Regions from separate parts of the Mus musculus genome. Here region 2 is linked to region 1. Evidence: chromatin contacts called from public Hi-C data. All regions are on one chromosome and are shown on one strand. Each heading gives the region's core, a stretch centred on a gene start, on an enhancer-like site or on the middle of the called end of the contact. The rest is flanking DNA. Distances are from core to core; before and after follow the strand shown.

Region 1 (5,774 bases), core at 1,439-3,938:
AGGTCCCCTGCAAAAGCAGTATGCTCTCTTAGTCACTGAGCCATCTCTTCAGCCCTAAGATTCAGTCTTGAATCAAGACTAAGAGAGGATAAGCAGCACTGGACGCTGCACAGAGACTCGCTTAACTGGGGAGCAGAGAAGCTTAGGAAAGCTTTGGAGCTGAAGTTCAGCTAGTGAAAGATCCTGACAGAATGTGAAAGGTCACCGAAGCCCTGAAATTGGCAAGATAGATGTCACTGTTAGCAGAACTAGCTTCACTGATTTAGAAAAATAGAGGTGCACAATGCTCTGGCCACTCCTTGAACCTGTGTGTCTGCCAATGTTTTGACCATTCCCATGTGTGTGCCCACTGATGAAGCCCATTGCCAGGTGTTTGTGATATTGGTTGCTGAGAAAGAGTCAGAAAATCTCCCCAGCAACCACAGCCCGGCCAATCCTGAGTTGCTGCACCTGCACCAGACTCTTTCCTTGTACCCCTCCCAAACCCATTTCTTGAGAATAGACATTGTTTAGATCTGAAAATCCCCTACTCCCCCCCCTTCACCTTTCTCCCCTGAGGGCCTATAAAAACTGGGACCTCTTTCCCCTCGAGGTCGACTCCTCTACCCCTGTGTGGGATATGTGTCCTCCCCAGAGCTCTGGCTTTCCCCGAATAAAGCCTCATGTAATATGCATCAAGCTTGGTCTATCGTGAGTTCTTGGGTGTCCACTATTGTCCTGAGGCCTGAGCGAGGGGCTCCTCTCGGAGTCTTTCATTAGGTGGGAGGCTGAAACAGGAAAAACATACCAGGTAGAGGAAGCTGGATAAAGGCACAAGGTGGGACACAAATCTGTCTCCAAAAACTTGTCCCCTTTGGGATGGCAAGGAGTGTGGGGATGGTGTGATAGAACTGAGGGGGTGGCCTTGGCTTCCATTCCATCATGGAATCACCCCTCCCCTTGCATTCCACTATGCCCTAAATCAGGGAACCCCCAGATTGTCAGCACTAGAAAGAAGCCTTAGACACCATCCAGTATCATCTTGCCATTTCACACGTAAGGAAACTGAGGCCTCAGAAAGGCAATTGAGTCCACGCAGAACACAGCCTTACTGTATCTGAGTCGTCCCAGGTCTTGGGGTTTTCAGATACTGCCTGGAAGTTCCTTTACAGTCTACTTCCAAAAAAGCATAGGCCCAGTAGCCTTAAAACAAAGAGTATGCTATTTGCATATTATTTACATGTTGCTAATTAGATCAATTAAGCTCCTCCCATTCACATCCTCCTTCGCTCACATGGAGCTGTTCTCATCCAGTTTCTTGACCTTAATACCTCCAGCCCAGACCCCCACTTGAGTTCCCCAACTCATCTCCTCCATTAAGGGTTTGCTCTTGCTGGGTGGTCTTTAGCATATCTTGATGAAGGATATTGGAATAACTTCTAAGAGAATGAGAAATGAGAGGCTTTCCAGTTCATGGTTTTCTCAGGGACTGGGAACAGAAAAGTCTTTCTCCCTATAGCCCAGGAGTCGTCTAAGTAGGACCATGAGAGTGGAGGGGACTGCCCCTCAGGGACCTGGAGGGCAGATGCCAGCTGCATGCCCCAGGCCTGCCCCAAGCACCTTGGCTGGCAGCCACACTAGTCCTTGGAGGAGCCAGAATCTTCTTCAGGGGAGGAAGAATCTCAGAGAAGGTTGGGAGCATCTCTTGGCTTAGCAGTGTAGAGTCAGGTTGAGGCCACCAAGTGAATTGTAACAGAAGCTTTGCTGGGTACAGCATATCCAGAGTCCTGAGGTGCCTAACAACCTAGAAAACCGTGAAAGCTTTCAAACATGGTGTCTCACGGCCTTGTACGCAATGCCTCTTGATAATAAAGGTCTACCTGTAAGAGGAGGAATTCACTGGGATATAAGCTCTGTTGATGTCATCTTCATAGAACCTGAGACACGGTTCAGACTAGCAGTTGGCAAAAGCTGGCTTGCTCTGCGTTACGATGGTGATGGCCCAGGCATGTGAAGAAAGACTGCTGCCCCAAGTGTGAGTGACTTCCTTCCACGCAGGGGTGAGGGTGAACTGTGTGGATTCAGGCTGTGTTGGCCTCAGCAAGCATCCTAACCAACCTGCGTGTACAGCGATATGTACACATCTTAGAGTACACTGGTACATGTGGCCCATCTTCATGGAATCTTCTCCTCCTGTTTATCTCTCCCCCGTGGAGCAGGCCCTCTCGAGAGATGACGCCAGCTTCACCACCCCCAAGCCTGGTTCTTTAAGGGCAGAGTCCCTGCCTCCATCTGCCCGGAGGACTAAGCAATGAATTCCTTCTTGGTTCTAAGTGGGGGCGCCCAGCTCCATGACCCTAACATATTAATTCATCTGTCCTGGTAGCTCCCTCTTCCCCTAGCATATCTCACATCGCTACCTCTTCCAGTGTCCATATCAAAGGAAGGAGGGACTTGTGGGTATGGGAGGAGAAAGGGTAGGTCAGATACTGTTCCGGATTTTGCCTGGGTCCCCTCAGAGCACTGCTGCTCATTTAAAATTCCGATTTAAAGCCGAGCGGCTCTTTAAATTTCCACATTAGCATGCCGCCCTGGTGCCAGGCCAAGGTGTTGGGATGGATTTGGCAGGAACGCCTCCTCTGACAGCAGCAAGCAGCAGCATTTGCCAGCAATAAAACAACGCATGAATAAAAGAAGGACGCTTGGCAACAGCGGTAGCCCAGGTAGTTGGGTAAGCCCAGGAGAGGCTCTCATGTGCACCGGCTCAGAGGCACGCAGGCCTGTAAGGGCATGTGTAGGCCTCTGTGTCGTCTGTCTGGGTCCTCACCCACAATCTATGCCTGCAGTGGAATCCGGTGTGAGGGTCCAGGCAAGATCGAAGTTTCTCCCATGTGCCTTTTTCACCTCCCCTCAGCAGGGTTATCTTTTTTGGAGGGGGGACAGATGCTGCCTTTGATGAGGACACAAGGACTTGGCCTGCAGCCTGGTTGTCCTGTTTCATTAGAGACCCAGAGAACAAGTAGGGTCAGAGAGCAACACTGGACAGAATGGCTTCCAGATCCAGGACCCCAGATATTTGGGTACTAAAGGGGTACCATCAGATACCCCCCCTGGCTGAGAAGCTGCCGTGAGGGCTGAGTATTGAAACTGAGCTGGCTCAATTGGACTGCAAGGTTGGTAACTACATGTGTACAAGGTTAGGACTATGGAATGGCTAGGAACAGCAAGGACTATTGGGCTTGAACTCCCCACAGACAGGGGGATATTATTTGAGGTCAGACAGGCAGTGAAGGAGTCAGATAAAACCCTGGGCTGGTGACAGTAGACAACCTGTAGGTCTTCCTGCTTCCCAAGGTCTGGAAAGGGCAGTGGCACAGGACTTGGTGCTCCTGGATGCTGTGACCCTGTGCTCCGGTCACCTGGCAGAGGCTCTGCACTCAGCTCCCAGGAGTTTCAAGGAACAAGCAGCTCCCTTTTTTGTTAAATTGTCCATCCCTTCTTCATGGTTTAAGCAGTTTCCCCAAAGCCCAGAGAAAGAGGACAGAAGCAAACAGAGGGGTGGTGCCAGATGGTCTCTGGAGTCTTGGCTAATGCAGAAAAGAGGAATTTTCTTAGGGCACCCTATCCTGATAAACTCCCCTTCCATACACTCACTTGACTGATTTCGGTCCTCTACAGGGGGATGGGTGAGGTTATTCAGCCATCTGAGAACTCTGGGAGCAGGCAGGAGTGGCTATGGTCTGGCAGAGTGTGCCCAAGACAAGTGTTAGCTTTGTCCTGATGGCATCTCTAGGGCAAATGAGGTGCTCTGACCCCCCACCCCCACCCCCGGGACCCCACTTCTCAGTTCACACACTGGCATGCTCCAGCTCTGGGGTGAAGAAGTAGTTAATAGGTTAAATTTAGGCCAGAAATATATCTTTTATTATTCATTCGGCAAATACTTTCCAAATAACTGTTTTATGCTGGGCACTGTGCTAGGTACTGAGAACACATAGGTGAACACAAACTGCTCTTTTGAAACTTGTCATCAAAGCAAACAAAGACTGTCACTCAAATGGCTGGACAAAGGACTAGAGAGACAGCTCAGTGGTTGGGCATACATAGTGCCTTTGCAGAGGACTTGAATTCAAGTTCCCAGCACACATATCAAGGGAGGGGCTCACAGCTGATCAGTGAACTCCAGTTCCAGGGGATCTGATGACCCCTTCTGACTTCTGTGGATACCTGTCTGCATACATATAAACCCATACACATACACATAATTTTTAAAAATTCCAATGGTTGCGCAAACACATGGGAATTATGTGAAGACCTCAGAAAGCAGGACGTACAGCACCATGAAAAGCATAATGGGATGGGGCTGAGCTGCTGGAATGTCAGGAGTAAAGTCAGCATACAGAAGAGACAGAAGAAGACTGGTCTTGGGGAGGACAATTGGTTGCGGTACCACAAAAGCAGAGGCTAGGTGGCTACCTGTGTTGTGATCCTGAGGGCCCAAGACAAACCCCCGGCTCCTCCCTCCCTGGTTGAGTGCAGGTATGGAAATGCTCTGGCACCGTGCCTGCCTCACAGTTGGTGCTCTGTAATGTTAGTTCTTTTTCCCTTTCCCAAGCTGAGTTTCCCTCCAGGGACCCCGGGTTTCTAGAACAAAGATGCTTCACAGGTTTAGCCTCTTCTGTCAACTCAGGTCCTAAACCCTGGCCGTCTAGTTCTCAGAGAAAGGCCACACAGGTCCCCCACATTGATCCCATCACACGGGCACCCACCGAGAGGGACTTCCTTTGCATTGTACTTTCATGAAGGGTCTAGGTCTCAGGAGGCAAATGCTATCCTAAGCTCTTCTTCTGAGCCCGAGCCTGAGAAGAGAGACGGAATCCTCAGCAGCCACCAGGGCTGCCAAGGGTGAATCTGAGTGTCTTAGGTTGTGAGAGGGAGTAGTGAGGAGATGGAGGGGGCTGCTTACTAAGGCGGCATAGAGCCCAGAGCCTTTTCCACTGCAGACACCCCATCTGTCTCCCACAGAAGGCTCGGGTTGGAAGAGGTTTGGTGAAGGGGGGTTTGGTGGGCACAATTGCATGTCTGTGAGCTAGCATGGTGGCTAGCAAGGAAGTTAGTGGCCAGGGAAAGGAGCAGAGAGTCGTCTGTGTGTCTCTCTGAGAGAGGGACTGAGAGAGGACACCATTATGAATGTTGTATTAGTCACTTAGGCTAACCTTTGGACTAGAAGTCTAAGGTTGGGACTAGAAAGTAAGAAAGATAAAAAAAAGATACCACATAAGTCGGACTTGTTAGTACACCTTTAATCCCAGTGCTCGGGAGGCAGACTGCAGGCAGGTCTCTGTGAGTTTGAGGCTAGCCTGGTCTACAAAGAGTTCCAGGACAGCCAGGGCTGTTATACAGAGAAATCCTGTCTCAAATAAAACAAAAGAAACAAAAAATACAAAACAAGAACAAAAGGACACCATATGACCTTTTCAAGGTCCTGTTCGATTTGAATTACTACTGACCAGAAAGAAGGCAGAGCCACAGCCTGAATGTCAACAATGTAAGGAAGCTAGGCAGTTTGGAGGACTGTGGAAAGGGCTGTTCCTAAGCCCAGTGGGATCAATTCAATACATCACCCTCTTTCCAAAAACCAGGTCTTCTTCCTACCTTAAAATAATATTTAGGGGCTGGAGAGATGGCTCAGCGGTTAAGAGCACTGGCTGTTCTTTCACACATCCTGAGTTCAAATCCCAGCAACCACATGGTGGTTCACAACCATCTGCAATGGGATCCATTCTGGTGTGCAT
Region 2 (5,774 bases), core at 1,294-3,793, 40 kb before region 1:
AAACCAAGGCTGAGAAGACTATCTCAAAGTTCCTTTGTTTGTGCTGGGATTCAAACCCAGGGCTTTGGGCTCTTGAGGCAAGCACCCTACCTTGGAGCTAAATCCCCAGTCTAGAATTCAGCATTGTCTTTTACAATGTGGTAGTGCATGTCTTTAATCCCAGCACTCTGAAGGCAAAAGTGAGTTCAGGTGCCACTCTGGTCTACATAGTGATTTCCAAGATAGCCAAGAATACTTAGTGAGACCCCATTTCAAAAACAAAACAAGATGAAAACCAGGTGAACAGAGTAGACCAAGAATCAGAACTCATATTATGCACGTGAGTGTGTGCATGCATGTGTGTGTGTGTGTGTGTGTGTGTGTGTGTGCGCGCGCGCTGTGAGTGTGTGTGTGTGTGTGTGTGTGTGTGTGTGTGTGTGTGTGTTCAAAACACCTCACAGCCCAGGGGCTAGAGGAGACAGAGTCATGAACGCCCTTGAAATTATACCCCAAACTGGAAGTGTCCTGGCAAGCCAGCCCCCAACCCAGTAGTGCCCCTGGTTTTGCTTTTGCCTCTGCCAAGATTCCATCCACAGTGTCAGGCTATGTGACTTAGATGGGCTCTGACTTCCTAGTTGCAGAGCCTATAAAGGTCTTCTTGTCCTTGGTGACCACCAAGGCAACTGGGTTGGTGAAGGGGTCCTGGGTTCTAGTCTCAGCTTGCTCCCCTCCTCCTCCCCCTGGGTACCTAGCTATATCCATTTCCCTGCACTGCCTCTGTGGAAGGAAGAGGAAGTGCCTGGCCTTTGGACCTTCTTTCAGCCCCTGACCTCCAAGTGTCCAAGCTTCATACCGACTTTCTCAAGGCCTTTCAAGCCAGCATGTGTCTCTGTGGAGCACCTTGTTCATTCTGAACGTCGAATTCTTGTCTTATCAGCCCAAGACTCCCTTGAGAAGGGTTCTCCAGGTAAGACCAGAGGGCATCCACTTGGACTAAGGGATGTGGTGCGGTCTTCCTTTTGTCTGTGTGGTTCTGTGCTTGCTATGTGGCTGGCTGGCATCTGAATATGTGAGCCAAGGTTGTTGGGTGTGCACAGGTAGGTCAAGGGAGAGACAAGAAATTTGGGCCTGAAGACAGCACCTGCCTGAGTCCAGTGTGGTCAAGGGTCTCTACCCCTGACTGCAAGTACTTGTCTCTCACACAGGTTAACTCTGAACAGGGGTGTGTTTCCATTTTCTCCACCACAGAGTGAGGAACTGGTGGGAAGGTGGGTGTGTCGGAAGCTCCTCCCTTTAACCTGTACCATTTGCATCTGTGTCTGGCAGGATAGGAACCTTGCAAGGGGAACTGTAAAATAAAGCATCCATTTCCTACCTCCCTCAGCAAGACACCTGTCTGGTCTTCTCCTCTCTGGCCTCTCCTGTGACTGATGGGGTCAGCCTCTGTGGCTTTTGTATTTTCTGCAGAGAGGAAGAGTGCTGGGTCCTGTCTAAAAACTCTAAGCGGCCTGCAACCAGTCATACCCTTTCCTTCAGCTAACCAAATCAGAAGGCCAAAAGAGAGGCATTGGTGGATGGCCTACCTGGCAAGGATCAGGGGTGGTAAGGCCTCAGTGACTCAAGAAGGAGGAGGAAGAGGAGGAAGAGGGCTTCTGGGTTAGGAATCCAGATCTGTGCCCACCTTAACCCAGATAGGGACACATAGCTCATCTCCAAATCCCTCCCCACCCCACCCCACCATACATTTGCCCTTGACACCCAAGGAAAGATCTCCTGTGTGATGACTACACAGATAGACACACATGTCCCCACAGACACACACACACACACACACACACACACACACATGAGCACTCGCGTGCGCACGCACAACACGCCCATGCAGAGGCACAGACACCCAGGGAGGCAAATCTTTCCCTTTCTCTGTCTTTCCCTTGGTTTGAATTTTGTTCAGCCACATATGTTGTGTGTGCGTGAGGGTGGGTGGGGGAGGGGCAGACAGGGATGAGGAATGGCATGGTGCCAGCATCTACCTATGGGGCTTGGGCCAGGGATGCCCCCCACACCCACCCTGGAAGGAGCCTCAGCTGTCCCTTTGTGGTGGAGGGGATTCTCTTGGGGAGCGGCAGTAAGCACCGAGGTCCCTTCTCCACACCCCAGGGTCTGGTCCTGACCCACCTTAGGGACCTGGAGACAGGGAAATGGACAGATCAAGACCCTGGAGAGAGCCCTGAATTGGCCTGGCAACCACAAACCGCCAATTCCCAGACTTGCCACCCCATTGTTCCCATGTGGGGGGTTCTATATCTGAGGGGGGCAAATCCTCCCACCTCCCTCTCAATCTCTGCTTTTCCTGCGTTGGGCGGGGAGGGGAGGGCGGCAGAGATATTTATTTATTTCCTTTATTTATTTAATTTTTTTTTTTTTTTTTGGAGTAGAGAGTGACAGATGGCGGCGGGTCCCGGGGGAGCCGGCTCTCCCCCAATGCAGACGCATGCCAATCACCGTCTCTCATGTGATAGCTGCTGCCCGTGACGTGCCAAGCCCATATGGCCTGGCATAGAGGCTGGTACCCCGCCTGGTAGAGATGCCACACTCGCTCCGCGGCTCGCATGGCGCTCTGAAGACGCCGGCGCCCGCCGCCTTGAGGAACCGCTGCCCCCGCTCCCTGAAGATGGGGGAACAATGAAATAAGCGAGAAGATTCCTCTTCTCCCCCCTCTCTCTCTTGCCCCCTCCCCCCTCCCCTCCCCTCTCCCCTTGACTCCTCTCTGAGGTAAGTTGTCCGAGAGGGAGCTAGATCTGACCTGCTATTAGTGGTGGGGGGGCGCTGCTTCGGACATGGAAGTCCCCCCCAGTTCTCCTATTCCTGGGACCCTACCCCCTTACGGGATGGGCAGCGGGGGCGCCCCGTGTTCTCTCTCCCATTGGGGCCGCAGCTTAAGGGGCTGCGGAAGGAGATGGTATGCCTAGGATGGGCTGAGGGGGAAGGGTCATGAGGCACTCGAAGAAGCGAAGATGGGACCCCCCCCATGACTGTCCCGAAGGAACCTGTGACCTTTTCCCACCACCAAAAAAGATAAGCAAACAAATAAATTTGGATTTTTCCCCAAGGATCTCAAAATACAACGAGATCTGTAGAGACGTGTGGGAGGGAGGGAGTTTGAAGAGGGGAAGAGGGTCCCTGACCGCAAGGGAGACGAACAGGGTTCGCTTTTGGGTCTCCTCCCCACGCCCGGCTTCTTCAGTCCCCGCACCCGGAGCCCGCTCCGGGAGACCCGTAAGCAGCAGCTAGAGAGGAGACGGTGCTCCGGTGTCTAGAATTGGGGCTGCGGGGGTGGGGGCCCGGCCGGGGGCGGCGCGCGGCCAACTTGCAAATTGGATTAGGGAGCTTGGGGGTGAGAGGCACCGGAGGGCTTGGGGAGCCAGGCCGAGGGGCCGGACCGTGGAGAGGAGGAACCGGGGCAGCGTCCCCACGGCGGCCGCCCAGCTTCTCTCCGTCACCGGGAGAGAGCTGGCTTTCGGGCGAGAGCACCGCCTCCCCGGGAAGATGGACCTGGTCCCTTAACCCCCCACCTGGTCAAGCTCTCTGGGACCCCGACACCGGCCGAGAGCAGCTTCCTTCCGGGCCAGGGGCGGAGCAGGAGCCCGGATCTCGGGCAAGGGCCTGGGCCGCGGTCCCCCACTGGCAGCCGGGCAGGGCTGGGCCGGCTCTGGGCGGGGCAGCAGGACGTAGTGGGCATCGGGGGCCCCTGAGCTGGGGCGCTCACGGAGACTTGGGGGGTGGAGGCGGGTTGGGGGGTCGTGGTGACCCCGGCGCGCCCCTCACTCTGTGCTGTCTGTCTCCCCGCCCCCGGGGCGCCCTCAGGCACCATGCTGACCCGCCTGTTCAGCGAGCCCGGCCTCCTCTCGGACGTGCCCAAGTTCGCCAGCTGGGGCGACGGCGACGACGACGAGCCGAGGAGCGACAAGGGCGACGCGCCGCCGCAGCCTCCTCCTGCTCCCGGGTCGGGGGCTCCAGGACCCGCCCGGGCCGCCAAGCCAGTGTCTCTTCGTGGAGGAGAAGAGATCCCTGAACCCACGTTGGCTGAGGTCAAGGAGGAAGGAGAGCTGGGCGGCGAGGAGGAGGAGGAAGAGGAGGAGGAGGAAGGACTGGACGAGGCGGAAGGCGAGCGGCCCAAGAAGCGCGGGCCGAAGAAACGCAAGATGACCAAGGCGCGTCTGGAGCGCTCCAAGCTGCGGCGACAGAAGGCCAACGCGCGGGAGCGCAACCGCATGCACGACCTGAACGCGGCTCTGGACAACCTGCGCAAGGTGGTGCCCTGCTACTCCAAGACGCAGAAGCTGTCCAAGATCGAGACCCTGCGCCTGGCCAAGAACTACATCTGGGCTCTCTCGGAGATCTTGCGCTCCGGGAAGCGGCCGGATCTGGTGTCCTACGTGCAGACTCTGTGCAAGGGGCTGTCACAGCCCACCACGAATCTGGTGGCCGGCTGCCTGCAGCTAAACTCTCGTAACTTCCTCACGGAGCAGGGCGCGGACGGCGCCGGCCGCTTTCACGGCTCGGGTGGCCCGTTCGCCATGCATCCGTACCCATACCCGTGCTCCCGCCTGGCAGGCGCACAGTGTCAGGCGGCTGGCGGCCTGGGCGGAGGCGCGGCGCACGCCCTGCGGACCCACGGCTACTGCGCCGCCTACGAGACGCTGTACGCGGCGGCCGGTGGCGGCGGCGCTAGCCCGGACTACAACAGCTCCGAGTACGAGGGTCCACTCAGTCCCCCGCTCTGTCTCAACGGCAACTTCTCGCTCAAGCAGGACTCGTCCCCCGATCACGAGAAGAGCTACCACTACTCTATGCACTACTCGGCGCTGCCCGGCTCACGGCCCACGGGCCACGGGCTGGTCTTCGGCTCGTCGGCCGTGCGCGGGGGCGTCCACTCCGAGAATCTCTTGTCTTACGATATGCACCTTCACCACGATCGGGGCCCCATGTACGAGGAGCTCAACGCATTTTTCCATAACTGAGACCTCGCGCCGACCCCTTTCTTTTTCTTTGCCTTTGTCCGGCCCCTTAGCCCCAGCCCCACGAGCTCAGGGGCTCCCACCGACTCCAGAGCCGGGCGCTCGAGCGCGGGCCGCCGGTTCTGCAGCTCTCCAGAGCGGCGTGCTCTCTTACCTGTGGGTGGCCCGTCCCAGGGGCCTCGCTTGCCTCTGGGGACTCGCCTTCTCTCTCTCCCCAGCGGGCTTCCTCCTCCCTTCTCTCGTGGAGAGCATCTCTGGGGATCTCCCGCCAGGCCCTCCCAAGAGACTTCCTCCACATTCCCAAACTTGGGTTTTCTCTCCCCACCTCCCAACAGGCCAGAGGCAGTTGGTAAGGGGCTGCTGAGTCTCGGGATAGTGTCTCCCCCACTTATAGTTACTTTAAAAAAACAAAAACAAAACAGACACAGAGCTTCCCAGGCCGAAAAGAGTTGGTATCTCTTCCTTCTCGAAGAGGCCACAGCCAGGGAGCCCAAACGCCTTCACCCTAACACGAATCTCCGCGTTTTTTATTTTTTATTTTGGTGGGAGGGGATGTGGATTGAGAGGAAAGAGAGAGGCCAAGCCAATTTGTAACTAGAACCATTTTTCCTTTTCCCTTTTTAAAGAAAACAAACAAACATACAAAAGGAAAAAAAAAAAAGAAAGAAAGAAAGAAAAAGGAAAAAATACTGAGAGGCAACGGAGGCCGAACTCAGAGTCCGGATCGGAGAGAAAACGCATTAAGAACTTTTAGAAGCAATAAAAGGCAAATAA

The links. Hi-C and Micro-C count contacts between places; a contact is called where the count stands out from the background.
Region 2: a Hi-C map of brain shows a contact between it and region 1, with 2.7 times the contacts expected there. The contact joins the promoter of Neurod2 here to the enhancer-like site in region 1. A contact is called at or near these places in 5 of 39 promoter capture datasets (embryonic stem cells, epiblast stem cells, frontonasal cranial neural crest and 2 more), 1 of 15 datasets of contacts at CTCF or cohesin (CD8 T cells), 22 of 484 Hi-C or Micro-C datasets (3T3-L1-derived adipocytes, the C10 cell line, the G1E-ER4 cell line and 15 more), 17 of 115 datasets of contacts at active chromatin or transcription factors (the 230-238 cell line, a beta-TC-6 cell line, cardiomyocytes and 9 more) and 3 of 9 other capture datasets (adipose tissue, liver and pancreatic islet).

The regions. Positions count from the first base shown.
Region 1 is chr11:98,286,940-98,292,713 of GRCm38.p6, reverse strand. No RefSeq gene overlaps it. Among named protein-coding and RNA genes, the nearest start is that of Gm31194, 4.8 kb to the left of the region's middle. Within about 2 kb of position 2,688, at least 15 of the 459 cell types and tissues checked have an H3K27ac peak or open chromatin away from gene starts, as enhancers often do. A contact at or near this core is called in brain, cerebellar granule neurons, cortical neurons and 2 more, where this site is marked.
Region 2 is chr11:98,326,414-98,332,187 of GRCm38.p6, reverse strand. Neurod2 (neurogenic differentiation 2) reads left to right here and starts at 2,543. Exons shown (of 2, transcript NM_010895.3): 1 at 2,543-2,754; 2 at 3,847-5,774. The coding sequence starts at 3,852. The coding sequence ends at 5,003.